Regions from separate parts of the Mus musculus genome. Here all the other regions are linked to region 2. The links are chromatin contacts, called in public ChIA-PET, HiChIP or PLAC-seq and Micro-C maps. All regions are on one chromosome and are shown on one strand. The core of a region is the stretch at or near the end of the contact, and the rest is flanking DNA. Distances in the headings are between cores, read along the strand shown.

Region 1 (4,558 bases), core at 1,492-3,991, 450 kb after region 2:
ACTGTGTGCTGGGGAGGGGATAACTCTGTCAGGCAGGTACAGGGGACGTGAGGAGAACACACCAACTTGAGGAAAAGTGTAGTGCCTGCAACTTCTTAGCAGCACAGCCATTCCAGACAACTCTAGCACGGGGCAGTGTCGCAGGTTCTCTAAGAGCCTGACGGTTTTCTGTGGTGACTGAGGCTTAAGGGAAGTCACTCAACTTTTAAGATCATTTAGCTGACATTCTGGGCACAGGAAGAGCACCTCAGATACTGTCCAGACCCTTCCATAGGCACACAAAAGAGAAATGTCCAGACACTGAAATACCTGTGTGGGAATTACTGGTTGTGGAGAAAAATCTAAATCCCAAGCCCAGATTATCTCTTCAAGAAGAGAAATCTCGTGCACTTGGACTGTTGCACGGTTCAGTGGGTGTGCACGGAGCTGACAGACTAGACCAGTCACTCTGCTTGGAACACATGAAGCAACGCAGGCCCATTGGCTGCAGGCCAACGTTCAGTGGCTTCATGAGAAACAGTCCAAGGACAAATAAAAACCATTAAAGAAAAAGTCGTGTGAAACTGGAACCTCTGGGGCTGGAGAGATGGCCCAGTGGATAAGAGCCCTGGCTGCTCTTCCAGAGGCCTAGGTTCAATTCCCAGCAGCCACATGGCAACTCTCAACTTGCTGTAGGTTCAGTGCCAGAGAATCCAACACTTTTACACAGACATACTTGCAGGCAAAACGTCAATGCACATGAAATAAAAGGAAGTAAGAAAATATTAAAAAAAAAATAGTTGTGTGTAAATATTTAGAAACGGTCGAAGACACCTTTGCTTTCGGTCTTGTTACATAATCTACATCAGACGACCTGGAGTTTGGGGTGTGAATAAGGCACCTATGTGCTAAACACCTAAAACCATTGAAAATATACTCGGTTTGCATATCATAATGTAGGAGAAATCTAATCAGTTTTATTTGTGCAGTGCCAGGGAGTGAATCCAGGGCTGTCAGCACACTAAACAAACCCTCTATCGTTGAGCTACATCCCGTCCTCTGAAAAAGTGACATTAAAAGTAAAAGGTGCCCACCTCCATTTACCAAGGATGACTCCTTTAATTAAGTCACAAAGCATTGTGTAATGTTTATGTATAAGTGGATACACAGCAAGTAGAAACCATGGACAGTTGAGAGAGACACCAACTTCCGAAAAGGTAAAAAAGAATAAAAACATAAGACAGTAGAAAGACAATAGAGGCAGGAAGTGACTGTCACTGGCATGGCTGTGACACGGGCCGGGATCTAATAGCTCTACTAGACTGGACTCAGTTTCCTCAGTCACAGAATGGGCAGAACAAGCAGATAGCAATTATCAGTGGTCACAGAGGCGCCCCCTCAGCACAGATTAAACGAGATTCTCAACAGTGCGGGAGCAAGTGTTCCAGACCAGAGCTGCTGTGAACCGTATCTGCACTGCTGATCTCTTACAGGCTGGTGTTCACTGACCCGAGCAGGGAGCAGGAAGTACTTCCATGTGTGTGAGTGTGATTTACACGTAGACCACTGAGCTCTGTTTAAAACCAAGGACACTCGGTCACTGTGAAGTCAGATGATACTTGGCTACATCATGCTTTAATAAAGCTATGTCCAAAGAGATAGAGAGAGTGATACGCCATTGATCCTTATGTCAGTGCACAGTTCACGAGGGGTTACCCTGATCGATTCATTCACCGAACATCTGCCTCAGTGATAACTTTACACCTAAGGCAGTGTCCTGAAACCTTCTGGGTTCTAAAAAAAATCTTTCTCATCTAAAACAATTTTTAAACAAAGTATGTCATTACAGACAAACCCTGAGATTGTTTTAATAATCTAACCAAGTTCTTTGTGTGTTTGATGTAAGGCTTTGGCTTTATTCATATTTTCCCTGAAGGGATTTTTAAGGTCAATATGCTGAATACATTGAAAAAATTCAGTTTCTGGTACAATATTGAATGAGAATATGGGGCTGGAGAGATGGCTCAGAGGTTAAGAGTACTGACTGCTTCCAAAGGTCCTGAGTTCAAATCCTAGCAACCACATGGTGGCTCACAACCACCCAAATGAAATCTGACGCCCTCTTCTGGTGCATCTTTGGGCTGGAGCAAGCAGGGACTGAGCAAGCGGGCAGACCAGAGCGAACAGAGGTCCTAAATTCAATTCCCAACAGCCACGTGAAGGCTCACAACCATCTGTACAGCTACAGTGCACTCATATACATTAAATAAATAAATAAATAAATAAATAAATAAATAAATAAATAAATAAATCTTGAAAGAAAGAAAGAGAGAGAGAGAAGGAGGGAGGGAGGGAGGGAGGGAAGGAGGGAGGGAGGGAGGGAGGGAGGGAAGGAAGGAAGAAAGAAAGAGAGAGAGAGAGAGAGAGAGAGAGAGAGAGAGAGAGAGCGAAAGAAAGAAAGAAAGAAGAAAGAGTATGTGTGTATGGACACGTGTTCTGGAATATAATATAAAATGTATTTCTTACTGTGTGGCAACAGTCAAGTAAGTTTGAAAACTGCTAAGGTAGTCCATCTCTCTCACTATGGGTCTGGAATACCTGGGAGGCAGGAGTTTGCCCTCGGGCTTGGTCACTAGTGTAGCAGTGGGTACATCTCAATCTGGAGCCCAGCCAAGTCTGAGCTCTTCCCACCAGCGCAGAGGATCAAAGCAGAGCATCCGGGGTTGGGTTTGCTTGTGGTTTTTTAAAAGGTAGCTGAGGACTTCATGACTCTCCACTCATCAACACAGAGAAGCTTCAAGTGTCCCCTGACTTCCTTTACCTACGTGTGTTCTGCCTGCCTGCAGCGGGGCCCCGGACCAGGAAAGATGAACAGGCAAGGCAGCAGGCAGGAGAGCCCAGACCCTTGCCTAAGATGCTGCCCCTGGTGCTGTGGACACCAATGGCTGGAATCCTAACATTCATGGTCAAAAGCTACACATCTCCACAAAGACCCGTCGCCGCACTTACATCGTCTTTAAGGTTGCAGATTATTTTTGCATAACATTTGTTGTTATCCCGGGATGGGACTGTCCATTCCAATGGCCAAAAGAAACTATGGTAAACCTGGAAGACACAAGCACAGGTCAGACTTGTTTCCTTATGTGGGATGTTGCCCAGCAGTAGGTGTGGAGGTACTTCAATAATTAGCGCTGCTGATAAAGTTCACAGAATAAACTGACTTCATCAAAAGACAAATAACTTGGAACTTTGTTGTCAAGACCCCTTTGACTAATCTTAGTTCAACATGATTAGTAAACCTTAAGTAATATAACAAAATGACCAAGAAAATCAAGAAAGAAGCCACAAAATTACTGTCTTACATAAGACAACAAGCGGGCGGTGGTGGTGCACGCCTTTAACTCCAGCACTTGGGATTAAAGCGGAAGCAGGTGGATCTGAGTTTGAGGCCAGCCTGGTCTACACAGGGAGTTCTAAGATAGCCAGAGCGACAGAATAGACATATTAATGTTTCAGAACAAGAAAAAGAAAAGAAACAAAAAATACAAAGTGACCTCCTGGTTAGTGTAGGTCAGTGTTTCTCACCCTGTGGGTTGCCTTTGGGGGCTGACTCTTAGATGTCCTCTATATCAGACAGTTACATTATGATTTCTAACAGTAGCAAAATTACAGTTATGAAGTAAAACTGAAATAATTTTATGGGGGTGGGGGAGTCACGACAACATGACGAACTGAACTGAAGGGTCATAGCTTTAGGAAGGCTGAGAGTCACTGGCTCAGAGGAATGAGAGCTGTACATAGCAGGGGCAGCTCTAACAACCAGCTAGCTGGTGCTTCTTCCTGCTTCCAGAAAGTTCCTCCAGGAACCTTACCAGACAGCACAGGAGGAGGGAGAGAGGTGCAGGGGAGCCAGAAGACAGGGGCTCTGTTTGATGTGTCTTGGGCATGACAAGCAAGACTATTTCCTCCTCTGGGGACCCACATCAGTGCTCTGATACAAAAGTCTAACGCATGTAAAATTACTTAGGGAAAGACCAAGGAAAGCCTTCCAAATGGCTACACTACAGACAGCATCTGTGAGTAGTTGATTCCTGCTTCTTTAATTGGGTTTTTCAAAATGTCTCACTTTTGTAAGGAAAGTAGCAAAGCAAAGTAAGAAAATTCAGTCTTTCTGTATGAACACGACTTGCTTACTAATAACCTTAAGATAAAAATACTTACCAAAAAAACTTGGAGAGGTAACATTTGTGCAGGTCTGTTTGTCCCACAAGGATATCAAAGAAGACTACTATTATATGTATAACATAATATAGGGCACTATTACCACTCTCTGCCTTATTCCCCTGAACCTGGAGCACACCACTCTTTGGTGACACTAGCAGCCAGCAAAGGGCCAGCACTCTCCCTGTGCGTACTCCCTGCCCGTCTCTCCCACGGATACACCCAGACCCCACGTTCTATGTGAGTGCTGGGGGGATCTGAGCTCAAGTCCTCCTACCTGCACTGAAGCGCTCTTACATCATCCAGCTGCTAAATACTTCTGATAGACAATCTAGCCTCAGTGATTACAGAAGTGGAC
Region 2 (4,798 bases), core at 804-3,303:
CCTTGTCCAGCACCGAGTCTGCCTGCATGCCACCATGCTTTCCACTGTGGTGATAATGGACTGAACCTCTGAAACAGTCCCAGTTAAATGTTGTCATCGATAAGAGTTGCTGTGGTCATGGTGTCTTTTCACAGCAAGAATACCCTGACTATGATAGTAGTTAAACCAAAAGGAAGACAATCTGGAAATGAATGTAATCGAGGCTTTCCTATGTCAACAGACAAAATTACAACCATTTAGTTTAAGGGTTTTAATTGGCTTTATCTTCTGATTGTAAAACTGGGCCATAGTTCATTTCACAAAACAGAGTGAGCATTCCAATGAGGTCGGTATTGGTTTCTTTCACAGACTCAAAGGGGCCGAAGAAAGTAGAAACAAGAAACCCAGGAGCAGACTGGGAGGCTGAAAGTTCCTTCTCTTTTAAGATAGAGACAGGAGGGGTGGGGTGGGAGCAACAGAGGACTCAGCATCAGGTTTGCCTGTGTAAAAATTAAGGCAGAGGCTGCTTCAACATCATGCAATTCATACAGGTTTCTGGGAAAGTGGGGCAGTTGGTTAATGGTAAGTGACTCCATTTTGGGGGTTTAGCACAGAACCCTAAACCAAAATAACGACTCCCTGTAACTTTAAATTCAACACCCATGTTCTTCATAGAAATGTTTTCATTCCTAAAGGAATTTTAAAATCCTTTAAAGATTTTAAATTACTGTATATCTGTGTGCACGGATTGGGTATGTGCTCATGAATGCTAATTAATGCCCGTGGAAGGCAAAAGAAGGCACTTCGTCCAGCTAAGCTGGTGTTTCCAGGTGTGTGTGTGTGTGTGTGTGTGTGTGTGTGTGTGTAGGTAGGTGCTGGAAACTAAATTTGTGTCCTGTGCAAGAGCAGTACCTGTTTGTAACTGCTAAGCATATCTCCTGTCTTTAACTCCCTCCCACCCCCGCACCCAGCCCACACACACAAAATTTGATCTAGGGCTGGGCACAATAGTACATACCTGTAATTCCAGAACAGGAAGGGTAAGAGTTTGAGAGAAGGTTGGAAAATGATGGTGTGCGCCTTCAATCCCAGCATTGAGAGGCTGAGGCAGACAGCTCTCTGTGAGTTCAAAGGCAGCTTGGGCTACATAACAGGTGTCAGGCCAGTCAGAGCTGCACAGAGAGACTTTGTCCTCTAGGGTTTAAAAAAAAAAAAAAAAAAAAAAAAACAAAAAAAAACAAAAAAACAAACAAACAAACAAACAAAAAAAACCAACCCAAGCCGGGCGTGGTGGCGCACGCCTTTAATCCTAGCACTTGGGAGGCAGAGGCAGGCGGATTTCTGAGTTCTAGGCCAGCCTGGTCTACAAAGTGAGTTCCAGGACAGCCAGACCTACACAGAGAAACCCTGTCTCGAAAAACCAAAAAAAAAAAAAAAAAAAAAAAAAAAAAAAAAAACCCACAAGAAAATGAGGGTGGTTGTTGTTTTGTTTTGTTTTGAGACAAGATCTCACAATGTAACCCTGGTTTTCCTGGAACTTGCTGAGTAGAGAACTGGTCTTGAACTCACTGAGAACTACCTGGCTCTGAGATTAAAGACAGGTGCCATCATGTCCAGTCAGATGGAAGTGTCTCTGTGTGTGTGTCCCTGTCCCCACCTGAAAAGGTGCTAAATTACCCCCATCTGAATTTGGTGAAAACTTTGGTCTAAGGTAATAGAATAATAGCCTCAGAATCAAAACGAGCAGTTTCCCCCCAAGAGTCAGTGCTCTGGGGCTCACATCTTTGCAGGGTGGGATGGTGGAGTCCCACTAGCTGAACCGCACATAGTAGGTGCTTAACAAACAGTCATGGAAGCAGCCCCCGATTTTCCTTGGCAAATTCTGGCTCAAGTCTACCTTGGCTCCCAAAACTCGAGCGTGGGCAAACTGCAAAGCTCGGCTGAGCAGCGCAGTGCACTTGGCTCTGACCCTGCCAGGCGCTCGGAGGGCGTGACGCGCTGCCCGCACGTCTCCTCCCCGTCCTTTGGCCTCCCAGAAGAGCGCAACGAACGACTCCCACGTCCTCGGCTTCATTCCGCTCAGCAAGGAACGCGAGCTGGACCCCCGACGAGGCCCGGGGCTGACGGAGCGGTGAGAGGAGGATGCGCGGGCTGGGATGCGGTTGGGAGGATGCGCAGGACAGCCTAAGCTAACCAGCCAGGAGTCGTAGCTGGCAGGAGGGCGAGCGGTCAAGTGGGCAGGCGAACAAGCCGGCGGGCGGGCGGCTGCCGGGGCGCGGCCGCGGATCCGGGTAGCCTCCGGGCGGCCACATCAGCGGCTCTCCGCGGGCCCAGCCGGCTGCGCGCGTGCGCGGGGCGGGGCGGGGTGCGCGCGAGTGGCCGCGGGCATCGGGCGACTGTCAGTGGCAGCGAGGAGGCGAGGCGGGCCCGCGGGGCTGGGCCGGGCTCACCGACTCCCAGAGCGTCGCCGCGCTCGGGCTCGGCGCAGGCTGCCGCGGCGGGAGCGGAGACAGAGGCACGGCTAGGTGTGGGAGGGCGGTGGTGCGGCCGGATGCTGGAGCCTCGCCCGGCGGGACCCGAGGCCGCCCCGTTCTGTCCAGCCCTGCCCGCCGCTGCCCGGCTCCGGTGGCCGTGACTGGGGGCGCGCGCCGAGGGATGGAGGAAGGTGAGCTCGGATGCAGATGCTGCGAGGCGGGTTGCGCTCACCCCTGGAGCCTGCTTCGGGGCTCAGCAGCGTTGCCACCCAGTTCTTGGCTTTATGGATGCACACTATACCTCAATTTTAAGAAGCCTCGGTGTCCATTTATGGCGAGAGCTGGCATGTTTGTGTGTTACCTATATATTATGTTCTTAGGTATAGTGCCCCGGTGTCATCTTTTTGTAAATGGACGCTTGATTGACCGATGAGTCATGTAGCATACGTGCTACTTATCTCTCCCAAAGGTGGCTTTACGTGTATTCATCTAGTTTTGTAACTGTCACTACTATCTCTCTCTCTCTCTCTCTATATATATATATATATATATACATATATATATATATATGTATGTATGTATGTATGTATATATATATATATATATATATATATATCTCCAAACGAAACCCTATACCTTTTAGTTGCTTGCCACCCATTCCCCCCACTGCCCCAACTAATTTTTCTGTGCCTATGCATTTGCTCTTTGGAGACACTAATGAAATCATACAGTATTTGTGGTTTCCCACCTCCTCCGTTTAAAGACAAGATTTTGACTCTTCCCTTATAGTTGAGGCTAATCAGAATTCGTGGTCCTCCTGCCTCAATTTCTCAAGTGGTGATCTCACACAGGATTGTACCACACCCAACCAACGTGTCTGTGGCTTTTTGTCTGGCTTCCTTCACGTAGCCAGACTGTTTTCAAAGCTCATTCATGGTGTAATTAGTGTGGGTCGGCTCTCTACTTTCTTGGAGCTGAATGACTGATAATGCGGTGTGTGCCCATTCACCAGTTAATGAAATGGCATTCATTGCTTTTCACCTTTTAGCCATCGGATATGATGCTGCTAGAACTTCTGTGGATGTGTGTTTTAAATGCCCCAAACCTTAGGTGTGGAATTGCTTGGTACTTAACATTTTTGAGAAACTTTCAGACTTTAATCAAAGTTGTTGCTACGTTTTATACTCCACCAGTTTATGCGGGCTGCGTTTTCCTTAAACCGCCAACGACCGACACGTTATTTTTTACTGTTTTTTTTTTAAGCTATCCTAGTGTTTTTCCTGGTTTTAATTTGCATCTCAGACAAGAGATTAAAACGCCTTTTGTATGCTTATTGGCCATATGTGTATCTGTTTTGGAGAGATTTCTGTTTAGACCCTCCACTCCTATTTTTGCTGTCATATTTGATTTTTTTGTTATTGTTGCTGAGATGTCTTATTCATTATAGGAAAAATTCTAGATTCTTGACTGCCACTGGCAAAGTAGCATAAAAATATGATTAAGAGGCATTTGACTCTTTCAGAACGCTTCACCTTTTACCTGGTCATTCCTGGGCATTTTATTGTGATTTTCTTTCTTTGGCTTTCTTGAGAAAAGCCACAGGAGGTATGGTCCTGGGTGTCCTGCTGGGACTTTAGGCTATTTTTGTATATTATATGTTTGAAAAGTTTCACTTATTAGCTACAAGTAATTTATGTTGGATGTTAAACAAATCACTCAAACAAAATCTCATGTACTTCCCAGTAAAGTAAAAAGTACTTTTCTCCTTTCGGTCTGTGTAGTTTCTATTGCAGTTATGATATTTGTGGATGCTAGACATTATATTTGCTTTTTTAGCTCTCTCTCTCTCTCTCTCTCTCTCTCTCTCTCTCTCTGTGTGTGTGTGTGTGTGTGTGTGTGTGTATGTGTTTGTAGATCAGGCTGGCCTTGAGATTGCAGCAGTCCTTCTGTCTCTGCTTCCCAAGTACTGGGCTTGCAGGTATCCACTGGCACCTCGAGTGAAAAACATTTTGCTGGAGCTGAGATTAAGAGTCATCTGGAACTGAATGGATGTCGCCCTGCTTTCTGCATGGGGGATTTCTGTGTGTGTACAAATCCAGCCTAAGGTCTTTCTTCCCAAAGTTACTAGAAGAGATGGCATTTCTCTGAACTCCAGTTCTCTTCTCCATGGATCTAATTGCTACTAAAGAAAAAAGTATCTGATGGAACTTGTATGGTGAGGAACTTGATGGAAGGCCACTGTAGTAGTAGATGAGCCATGGCAATGGGTTTGGCATTGGGGGGGAGATGGGACTTAACCCTGACTATGTGTGGAGGGGCAGGAATGCATAGGTGAAGAGCAGGGG
Region 3 (4,428 bases), core at 1,480-3,979, 390 kb before region 2:
TTAACTTATTGGTTGAATAAAGATGGCTACAGCTTGTAGTTGGGCAGAAGGGAGGTAGGTGGGGCTTTGGTTCCTGGGCTTGGGGTCAAAGTCAGAGACTGTGGTGAGGAGAGGGGAGGAAGAAGAAAGAAGGTACCAATGGCCGTGGGGTAGGTAGATAGTGAGCACATGGCCATGAGGGCGGCCTGCTGGGGTAGGACCGGCCCAGGAGGAACTTAGCGACAGGGAAGCAGACAAACCAGCATAGAGGACTGATATCTGCCCAGCTCTAGTGCTTTAAGGCTTATTATAAATACAAAGGTTTTGTGTCTTTCATTTTGGAAGCAGATGATTTAATGTGGGGTAGAAACCCTTTTAAAATATTTACCAAGACATTATAGACCGGCACTACCATGCCCACTTTATTGGGTTTGGAAGATAGAGTCTATAGGGTTTGTGTGTGTTAGGCAGGTACCACCTAAAGCTACATCTCCAGCCTAAAATCCAATGTCTCCACTCCTTGGCCACCCCACCACTGAAATGTAATTTGTACATTAACGTTTCTGTTATCATCGTTCCAATTTTCACTTAACAACAATACTTCTCCCTCTAGCCCCAAATCTGACAAGCAGTCTGTTAATAAAATGTCGCTGTGCAGGGCTGAACTAACAGCTCAGCAGTTAGGAGCATTTGCTGCTCTTGCTGATCACCCAAGTCTGGTTCCCAGCACCTACACAGTGGCTCACAATGGCTTGGAACCCAAGTTCCGGAGGATATGCTGCCCTCTTGTGGTCTTCTCGGGCACCTACATGCACATAGCGTACAGCTGCACATTCATAGGAATAAAAATAGATTCTTAAAGAATGTAAATGCGCCAAACTTTCTTCATTTCTAAATCTTTTCTGGGTCCTCCTTTCAGTTTTTGTTTTTGTTTTTTAACATTCTCAACTCTTTTTTTTTTCTTTCAGCCAAGCACGCGTGCGATAGGTTACACTGAGCCTCAGAACGGACATTTGACGCTTTGACACTTTTCCTGATTTCCTTGTTGCAATGAAACGGGGCCACACCCCAGCTTAAATCCCGCCCCTGCTCTCATTTGCATAGGATACTAACTAAGCTGAGTCACTGCTATAGGAATCTAAAAGATTTGCTTCCCAGTGGCTGTCTGCAGATACCAAAGACAGACCTAAATTCAAAACAACGAAGGTCACCTGGAATGGATATACTTTCCCTGGGCCTAGACTCCCAGATGTTTTAGTTAGATCCCTTGAGACACACTTAATCCAAAAGTATCACATTGACTGTGCCCCACACCCCAAAAAAAAGATAGACCAAATCTGGCCAATATTTGAATAGATTTCCACAATGGTTCCCATCCTGTAAATGTTTAAACAAGTTCAGCCAGGCTTGGTACTGCAGGCCTTTTGTCCTAGGTCATAAAGAGACGGATCTAGGAGAGTAGCAAGTTTAAGGCCAGCCAGAGCAGCACAGTGAGATCAGGGCATGCCTGGACAACTTAGTGAGACCCTATCTCAAAGTAAAGAACGATACCAGGAATACAGCCCGATGGTCAAAGGTCTGCGCAGCACGTGCAATGATCAGACCCTGAGTTCAAACCTGAGTGCTTCAATCAATCACAAAAATAACTGCCAAGCCTTAAGGACTTGGCTATGGGAGGTGACATCCCTAAGGTTTCAAAACTCAATAGCTGGACACCCACATCCGCTCCGCAAACACTGCAGTATTTGACTACCGTTTGCGCTTGCTGGTTAGAGTGGGCTGTGATACCTGACTGGACTCAGCTAGAGAAGGTAGGGAACCCTATCCAAAAAGACGCTAAAATACGTCAGCAGAGAACACCACCCCAAACAAATCCCAACATCAGCTAGTTTTATCAGAGGGTCTGAATCTTACAGTAAGTTACTTGATACAAAGCCTGGCTTAGCCAGGAAAATCTAGAAGCCCTGCCCTGCCAATCAACGAAATGAAGTCGTGCACAGACAAGTTTGGATGTATTTTTAAGTGAAAATTTATCAAAAAGAGAGGCCAGTCCAGAGCTCCATCAAGCTAATCTGTGCGTCTAGGTACCGCAGCTCCTCTATGAAAATCTTAGCGGGCAGCAGGGTGGGTCTTAAGTACGCAGACCCAAACGGATGCGTTTTTAGAGCCCTGCAGGCTGCTGTCCCCAACCCACTGGCACTCGGCCCCACCCCCAAAAAAGTCCCGATTTGCTCAGCAACACTTTCCCAGGCGCAGGGACTGGGAGCCAAGGGGTCCGGGTGAGGCCTGGATGCAAGCCAATAGAAAGGGGATGTGAGGGACCAGAAACACGTCTGGGAAATTCTGCTCCCCAGAAGGATGCAGAGACAGGCTGCAGGACCCAGGCGACTGTCCTCCCCGCTGAATCCGGGCGTGACCGCCCCCGCACAGGGGCACCGGCTTCCTCTCGGTCTTTCCAGAAGCAGGCGAGCTCCAGGCTCGAAATTGAGGATGGGCCGAAGGAACTGCGCCCCCACCCCCACCCCCGCCGCCGCCGCCGCCCCCTCTCCCGAGGGACCTACGCCCCGCAGCTCTGCTTACCTCGGCCCGCGGCCGCGCTGGTGGCCGTGGAGTTCCCGCAACCCATCGCGCCACCCGCAGGGAAGCCGCGCTCTGGACCTCAGGTCCCAGTGGAGGAGACCCAGAAGGAGGCGGCGCGCGGGACTAGGGACAGCCCTAGCCCCGCCCCGCGCGGGGACCCCCACGAACCCACCCGTCACCGCGGCAACCACGGCACCGACCAATGCGCAGCCTTCTGCGCGTTCCTGGGCCAAGCATTGGTGGCGGTTGAAAGTGGGCGGGAGTTTAAAGTAGGGTTTGGGGGTCATGGCAGAAGGCGTGGTCCGCAGCAGGTCTCACCCGCTCGCTCTCCCTCTTGTTCACCTTCGCTCTCTTTCTTCGTGGCCCCTCCCTGTCCCCAGGATGTGGAGAGGAGAGGAAGTGACAGGGAACACCTGCTCTGAGTATCCTGGGTGTACGTCTGATAAGGCTAAGGTCGACAGACTAATTGATATTCAGATCTGAAGAGGAAACCAAAACCTCTCCTGCTTTCGAAGAAAGCTGAGACAGCTCCATCCTTCCTCACTTAGAAAAACCAGCTCTGCCCCAGGTCGGTCAGACCTGGTGCTCCTCCTTACAATCAATGTCTCCCAGATCTGTAACTAGAGTTGTATACCCTGCTTTCTGATCTAAGGCAGATCTATGAATCTCCGTGGTCCCTAACTGCTGGGACCACAACTCCTGCTCTGCCCTCTGACAGCTGTGGGACTTTAGGAGCCACACTGAGAGGTTGTAAACTGCTCAGCACCTGTGCCTCAGCTAACACCATCTGCTATAATAGGTCTTGAGCTTTTGAGCAGTAATACAAATTCCTTAAAGACGAGGACCCTCCGTTCCCTAGTGTCCTCCTGGCTCACAATGCAGAATCAATAAAACTCATTGAGAGGTAAGCTCAAGCCAGGAAGTAGAGCTCCGGTTTAAACTCGCTATTTATAGAGAAGCCCTGACTGTGCCAAGTTCTTTACTAAGCTCTGGGGTTGCAAACATGTGGGAGACTGTGTCCCCAGACAGACAAATTATAAACAAATTAGCTACATCAAAACAGGGACACAAATGGAGTTATACAGGGTGGAACGGCTTAAGAAATGGGCTTAACTCTATAGGTATGTTGAGGGGTCATATAAAAGAGTGGTTCTCAGCCTTCTTAATGCTACATATGACCCTTTAATGCAGTCCCTCATACTGTGGTGACCCTCAGCGATAAATTTACTTCATTGTTACTCCACAACTGTAATATATATATATATATATATATATATATATAGAGAGAGAGAGAGAGAGAGAGAGAGAGAGAGAGAGAGAGTTTTGTGACAAAATACTTGACAAGATGTAAATTAGGAAAGGAAGGGTTTATTCTGGCTGATGATTGGAGGGAAGTTCCATCCATTGTGGTGGGGAAGGGAGGGCGTTAAAAGCACATGAAGCTGTTATAGGGCTGGAGAGCAACAGTCTTTCTCAGCCAGGGGGGTCTGAGCCAGAGTCCTAAGGTAGTGGACACTTAACTATCGCCATGATTGACCAGAGGCAGTGACTCCAAGCTCATTGTCCTATGCCAATAAAGATTAAAGTTGCAGATGCTTGTAAGAGTGAGGTGGGAAACTTTATTAAGAGGTTTACAGGGAAAAACATTAAAGGATAATGAGTCAGGCTCCTAAGACATAAAAGTTCGGTAAAAAGAGAAAGTAACTCTTTTGGTGTTACCTCCTGCCCTGTGAGTATCCTAAATGTTGTCAGTTATTCAAAGCTCTGTCTGTCCTCACAGCTACCAAAAGGCAGCTACAATGTTACAGCTGCCTCTTAACTAACTGATGGGGGGGGGTTATCTTGTGGGAGCAGCTCACCGATGCTGGG
Region 4 (5,083 bases), core at 706-3,205, 310 kb before region 2:
TAGACCAGGCTGGCCTCGAACTCAGAAATCCACCAGCCTCTGCCTCCCGAGTGCTGGGATTAAAGGTGTGTGCCACCACAGCCAGCTTGGAGCACATATTTTTGTTACTGAACCGGGTGGTGTCTTAGTTACCTTTACTACTGTGGTGATAAAATGCCCGGCAAAGCAACTCAAGGGAGAACAGGTTTGTTTTGGTTTGCAGTTTTAGGGTATGGTCCATCATGGCAGGAACTTGAAGGGGCTGGTTGTACTGCATCGACAGGCAGGAAGCAGGAAGCGAAGGAATGCTGGTATTCACTCTCATCCTCTTCCATAGTCCAGGACTCAAGCCTAGGGAGTAGTGCCATCCACTTTTGGGGTACATCTTCCCACCTCTAGTAACTTAATTCCTCACAGGTATGTATGCCAGGGGCTAACTTAATCTGAATAATTCTTCACTGGTGACCCTGATCCTACAGATTTCACAACCAACACTAACTGCTCAGGTAGTTCCCATAAGACATAGAATTTGTGCAGTATCATACTCTCCTGGTAATTTTGGTGACACCTCATTGGACAAATAGTACTGATTTTATGTGTCAATCCATTGAAACTCGTGCCTTTAATATACGTCAAATTCCACTTCTGACCTTCTACACAACCTTTTCTTCTTTCTCCAGCCTACGCTGTAGGGTCCTGAGTAAAGTATCTCATTCTCCAGTGTCCCTTCTTCTCACTTTTAAATGACATCACAGAACTACATAATCTATCCTTTCTAACCCCGAAAATTTCATTATGAAATTCTCCATAACGAAAAACCTTAAAAAACCAGGAAGATGAGACCTAATTATATGGCCCCAAATCATTTAGCAGTGATCTGAATATCACGGAAAACACACACACACACACACACACACACACACACACACGCACGCACGCACACACACACACACACACACACACACGTAATGTCTGTGCTCTGAACTGTTTGAGTGTGGGCCTGTCCTGGTATTTAAAAAAAAAAAAAAGAGGCCAGAGGCTGGTAAGATGGTTCAATAGTTAAGGGCACTTATCTCCAAGCCTGAGACCTGAGTTTAATATCCAGAATCCCCATGGTTGGAAGGAGAAAAGTCTTTCACAGTTTGTCTTCTGAACTTCACACACTAAATATAATTTGTCTTGTTGTATTTTTAAATGGTGTGTGCATTTCCTATGGGAGATACGTGCACATGAGTGTGCCCATGCATGTCCCTACGGGAAATAAGGTGCATGCCACAGCCTCCTACCAGGTGCTGAGAAGCAAACTCACATCTTCTGCAATGTCCTTTACACCATCTCTCCTGCTCTACCCAAGCCCATCTTCTAACCCAAATTAAAAAATAAAATAAGAAGACGCCAAGGCTGGGGGTGTGGCTACTTTGGTAGAGGGTTTGCCTAACTTGAAGGAAGCCCTGGGTTTGATCCCCAGCACTGCACAAAACTCCAGTTTGGTAGTCGAAGTCTGTTATCCCATCACGCTCTGAAAGTGGAGGCAAGAGGATCAGAAATTTAGAATCATCCTCAGTTACACAGCGAGTTAGATGACAGCCTGACTCCCTACCCCCGCCCCCCCCCCCACACACCCCAAAAAGAGGCCAGAGAACAACTGCAAAATCTGTTCACTCTTATCTCCTCCCACACAGAGAGAGCAATCTGCAGAACCGCAAGAAGATAAAAGCCTATCGTCCCACCCGGAGATGCGCCATGAGCACGGGGGAGGGCAGCCTCGAGCACCGGGGAGGGCAGCCTCCAGCCGGAACCTCCCGGTGCTGCTGCGCTGGCCGGAGGGGCCCGAAGCCCCGGGATCGGACGGAAGCGTGGTCGCCACACTTCCGGTGTCCTGTCCCGGACTGTCTACATGTCCGGCGCCTGCCACACTTCCTGTTGATCCCGGCAGCGGGGGGCCGGGCTGAGGGGCGGGCCGCGGAGAGTGGGCAGGCGCGGGCTCCGAGCTAAGTCTCAAGTCCCCGAGCGCCGAGTGTCCCCTCCTCGCATCCCGCGCTCCCTCGCCGCCGCGCCATGCCCGCCGTGGACAAGCTCCTGCTGGAGGAGGCGCTGCAGGACAGCCCCCAGGTACCCCCGGGAAGGCTGGGAGGGAGCCGCGGTGCCCCACCGGCGCTCGGGGAGGTCGGGCAGTCGTTGTCCCACAGTAGTAGCTCCCTAGCAGGGTAACAAGGTTTTCAAGCAGTGTCTCGTGCAGAAGAAGGCGACAGCACTATCCACACAGACGCTGCTGGTACTAACGAGTCCACGAGACCTAATGAATGCAGGGGCCGGAATAGGAAGCACAGAAAACCTGGATCCATCGCCAAGTCGACCCAGGGAAGAGAAAATTCCAACATTTGCCCCATTTGTGCCACAGGGTGGTGGTGATGGGGCTTCATTAATATAGTGGAGATGTGAATCAAGCCCTTTGAGCTTGAGATAGTGCATAGTGACAGTAGTTCAGAAGTCACAGGACTTTCCCCAGGGATCTTCTATTCCCTTTCCTGGTATGGCATCCCTAGCTTATTTAAATAAATACCTTCATCCTCTAGTATCTCCGGTCCTGAAAAAACTAGAAAGGCTCAAGCTGTTCTTCACAGTCTCTCCTCTTCTTTCGGGTTTCTTCCTTGGCTCCCAAAGTAACTTGTACCTCCCAGATGGAAGTTTGATGAGTTTACCTACATTTCCCCCATCTCTCCCTTGCAGAATAAATCAAAAGGGCTATCGGTGTGTGCCTGTCTTAGGCTCAGTTCTGAATGATTGTCCCCATGTAGAGGAGCAAGGATATGTAAGCAAGCTGTGATAATTAGTATTCCCATTACTTGGGATTTTGTTTTTTGTTGTGTTTTGTTTTGATACAAGGTCTTACTATGTAGCCATAACTGGACTGAAAACTTGCCCTGTAGACCACGCTAGCCTTGAACTTACATCTTGGGTGCTGGGATTACAGATGTGTTGTTATGCTCAGCCTGTTTTGTTTGTTTGTTTGTTTGTTTTGTTTTTTAACTGATTCAACTTTTTAAACAGACTGGCATGTATTGTGCTAATTCTTCGCAGGCTTCCTTATACAGCTCTGGATGTCAGGTGTTTGCTTTGGACCCCAGCCTTTGTTGGAAAGCATTTCAGCCTTCCTCCCCTGTCGTTAGGATCTGAACATAAGCGTGTGGAAATCATAACCACCGTGGTTGTGAATAGGGCTTTCCATTTGCTTTGTACTTGGTGACACGGAAGGTCAAAGACAGACCGTTTCCCTAACCAGTCGTGATGGTGGCAGAGCCAGGCACACAGACATCGCACAGTCTGGAGTTTTGAGGCCTCTAATGGGTGCGCACCATTTCTGAATGGCATAAATGAGTCTGAGACCTGGGCTGCAGTTCTGCTTCTAATTGTCCGGTGTTCTCATCTGCAGAAACTCCACAGAAAACAAGGAACATGGGGCAGATGGTCTTGAAATCGGCGGAATAGTCTAAAATTATATCTCGTCTGTATGGTTTACAATTTTGAGCTTGTGTGTGTGGGGGGGGGGGCGGAAGATGTTTAGAGTCATTGTTACTCCTACCTGACATTCTTTTTAATTTTAAAAAATATTTTTGTCCACAGTAAAGGTTTATTCTTAGACAGTTGGCGTCCCTGCAAAGTGGTAAAGCCCTTACTTAATTCAGACAATTGTCTTGTTGCCTTTCTCGTAAGGAATATTTTTAAGTACTTTTTATTCTTCAATAATTTCCTATACTTATACAGCGTATTAATATCAGATCACCTCCCCATCTTCTCTTTCCAGACACCCCAAAACATGTTCCCCACCCATTTTCCTGTCCTCTTCCCCCCTCAATAACACACAATCTAATTAGTGCTCTCTTCCTATGCATGGGTGTGGGGCCATCCAGTGGAGCCAGGGCAACCTCCCAACAGCCACACCCCCAAAGCAAACTGGCCATCCCTTCCCAGGAGCCACCAACAGCCTGTAGCTTCTCACTAAGGGTAGGGCTCTGGGGCCTCCATCCCAGGCTGCAATGCTGACTGGCATTACCTCATTTACGTGACCGAATTGCTGTGAGTCCACGAGTGGAAGTCACTGGTCCAGTAACAGTATTTCACAATACTCTGCCTCATTCTCTCATCTCCTCTTCTGTGACATTTCCTGACTCTGATACAGATGTGTGCGGATGTGGGCGTGCGGATGTGGAGGTCAGAGGACAGTTTGTGGAAGTCAATTCTCTTAATTACACCATGCAGGTTCCAGGGATTGATTTCAGGTCCTCAGACCTGGGTGACAAGTGCTTTTACAAGCCACAGAGCCACCTGTAGGAAAGTTGTCATTGCTGTTGAGACGAGTCCTCACCCATCAGTGTGACTGCTTCGGGGCTGGGGTGGGTGGGGTGGTAGAAGATAGCTTTAGGAGCCCCTCAGAGCCCGCAGAGCATGGCGGATACTGTTCTTTACACAGCACATGCTGGGCTGCAACTTTCCTCCCTGGAGATCCAGGGGCGTAGAACTGGATACAATGGAAACCATTTCTAGTATTTTATGTGAAAGAATTAGACACAGAAGCAAAGGTCAAGAATTCAGGATTGTCTAACCTGGGCTATGCTGTCATCTCCAGACTTCACCGGAGAGAACAGCTCAGTCAAGTTACAAAGATATTGAAGAAAATCTGAATGAGTTAAGAACCCTTGTGCATGGCGTTGCACTAGTGCCTCTCTTGGGTTATGTGTGGGTTGGTCATGCCTGGTCTGGATCCTCCGTGGTCTGTGCCAGGTGCTGTTCTAAATTCAGTGCATTCTATTCATGCGCACAGTCTTTTGAGACAGGCCATCTAGTAAGATGGAGGAAGGGCAGGGAGATCAGCTGTGTAAGGTAAGGAAACCCAGGCAGCAGGAATAAAGGGGTTGGCTGTTGTGGTGTGGGGGACTGAAGGCAGGCCTTACAGTGCTAGGTAGGCAGGTGCTGTCTCTTGTTTACAAGGTTTTTACACTCTGTTCGTGGCTCTGTGCTTGACCCGGTAAATGAGCAGGCTTCAGGTGTGTCTACGGTCTTAGTTTTGGCTGGGCACCTTCAGATGTCAGCCGATGAGTAAAGC

The links. Hi-C and Micro-C count contacts between places; a contact is called where the count stands out from the background. ChIA-PET counts read pairs in DNA pulled down with a chosen protein or histone mark. HiChIP or PLAC-seq counts read pairs in DNA pulled down with a chosen protein or histone mark.
Region 1: an RNA polymerase II ChIA-PET map of memory CD8 T cells shows a contact between it and region 2, with 6 read pairs. The contact joins the enhancer-like site here to the promoter of Slc41a2 in region 2. A contact is called at or near these places in 1 of 39 promoter capture datasets (pre-B cells), 1 of 484 Hi-C or Micro-C datasets (liver), 5 of 115 datasets of contacts at active chromatin or transcription factors (embryonic basal ganglia, embryonic forebrain, embryonic stem cells and 2 more) and 2 of 9 other capture datasets (adipose tissue and liver).
Region 3: a contact with region 2 is called in a Micro-C map of embryonic stem cells, with 2.8 times the contacts expected there. The contact joins the promoter of 1500009L16Rik here to the promoter of Slc41a2 in region 2. A contact is called at or near these places in 2 of 39 promoter capture datasets (the HPC-7 cell line and embryonic stem cells), 2 of 484 Hi-C or Micro-C datasets (both in embryonic stem cells) and 1 of 115 datasets of contacts at active chromatin or transcription factors (embryonic stem cells).
Region 4: an H3K4me3 HiChIP or PLAC-seq map of bone marrow-derived macrophages shows a contact between it and region 2, with 2.3 times the contacts expected there. The contact joins the promoter of Appl2 here to the promoter of Slc41a2 in region 2. A contact is called at or near these places in 1 of 115 datasets of contacts at active chromatin or transcription factors (bone marrow-derived macrophages) and 2 of 9 other capture datasets (adipose tissue and liver).

What each region holds. Positions count from the first base shown.
Region 1 is chr10:82,885,699-82,890,256 of GRCm38.p6, reverse strand. It overlaps Txnrd1 (thioredoxin reductase 1), which reads right to left. Exons shown (of 15, transcript NM_001042513.1): 13 at 2,989-3,084. Among named protein-coding and RNA genes, the nearest start is that of Eid3, 21 kb to the right of the region's middle. Within about 2 kb of position 2,741, at least 30 of the 459 cell types and tissues checked have an H3K27ac peak or open chromatin away from gene starts, as enhancers often do. A contact at or near this core is called in memory CD8 T cells, where this site is marked.
Region 2 is chr10:83,335,072-83,339,869 of GRCm38.p6, reverse strand. Slc41a2 (solute carrier family 41, member 2) reads left to right here and starts at 2,053. Exons shown (of 11, transcript NM_177388.3): 1 at 2,053-2,110. Gm40722 (predicted gene, 40722) reads right to left here and starts at 1,181. Exons shown (of 2, transcript NR_168611.1): 1 at 998-1,181; 2 at 236-479.
Region 3 is chr10:83,721,166-83,725,593 of GRCm38.p6, reverse strand. It overlaps 1500009L16Rik (RIKEN cDNA 1500009L16 gene), which reads right to left and starts at 2,729. Exons shown (of 6, transcript NM_001145198.1): 1 at 2,560-2,729. The coding sequence starts at 2,605.
Region 4 is chr10:83,645,536-83,650,618 of GRCm38.p6, reverse strand. Appl2 (adaptor protein, phosphotyrosine interaction, PH domain and leucine zipper containing 2) reads left to right here and starts at 1,955. Exons shown (of 21, transcript NM_145220.2): 1 at 1,955-2,091. The coding sequence starts at 2,038.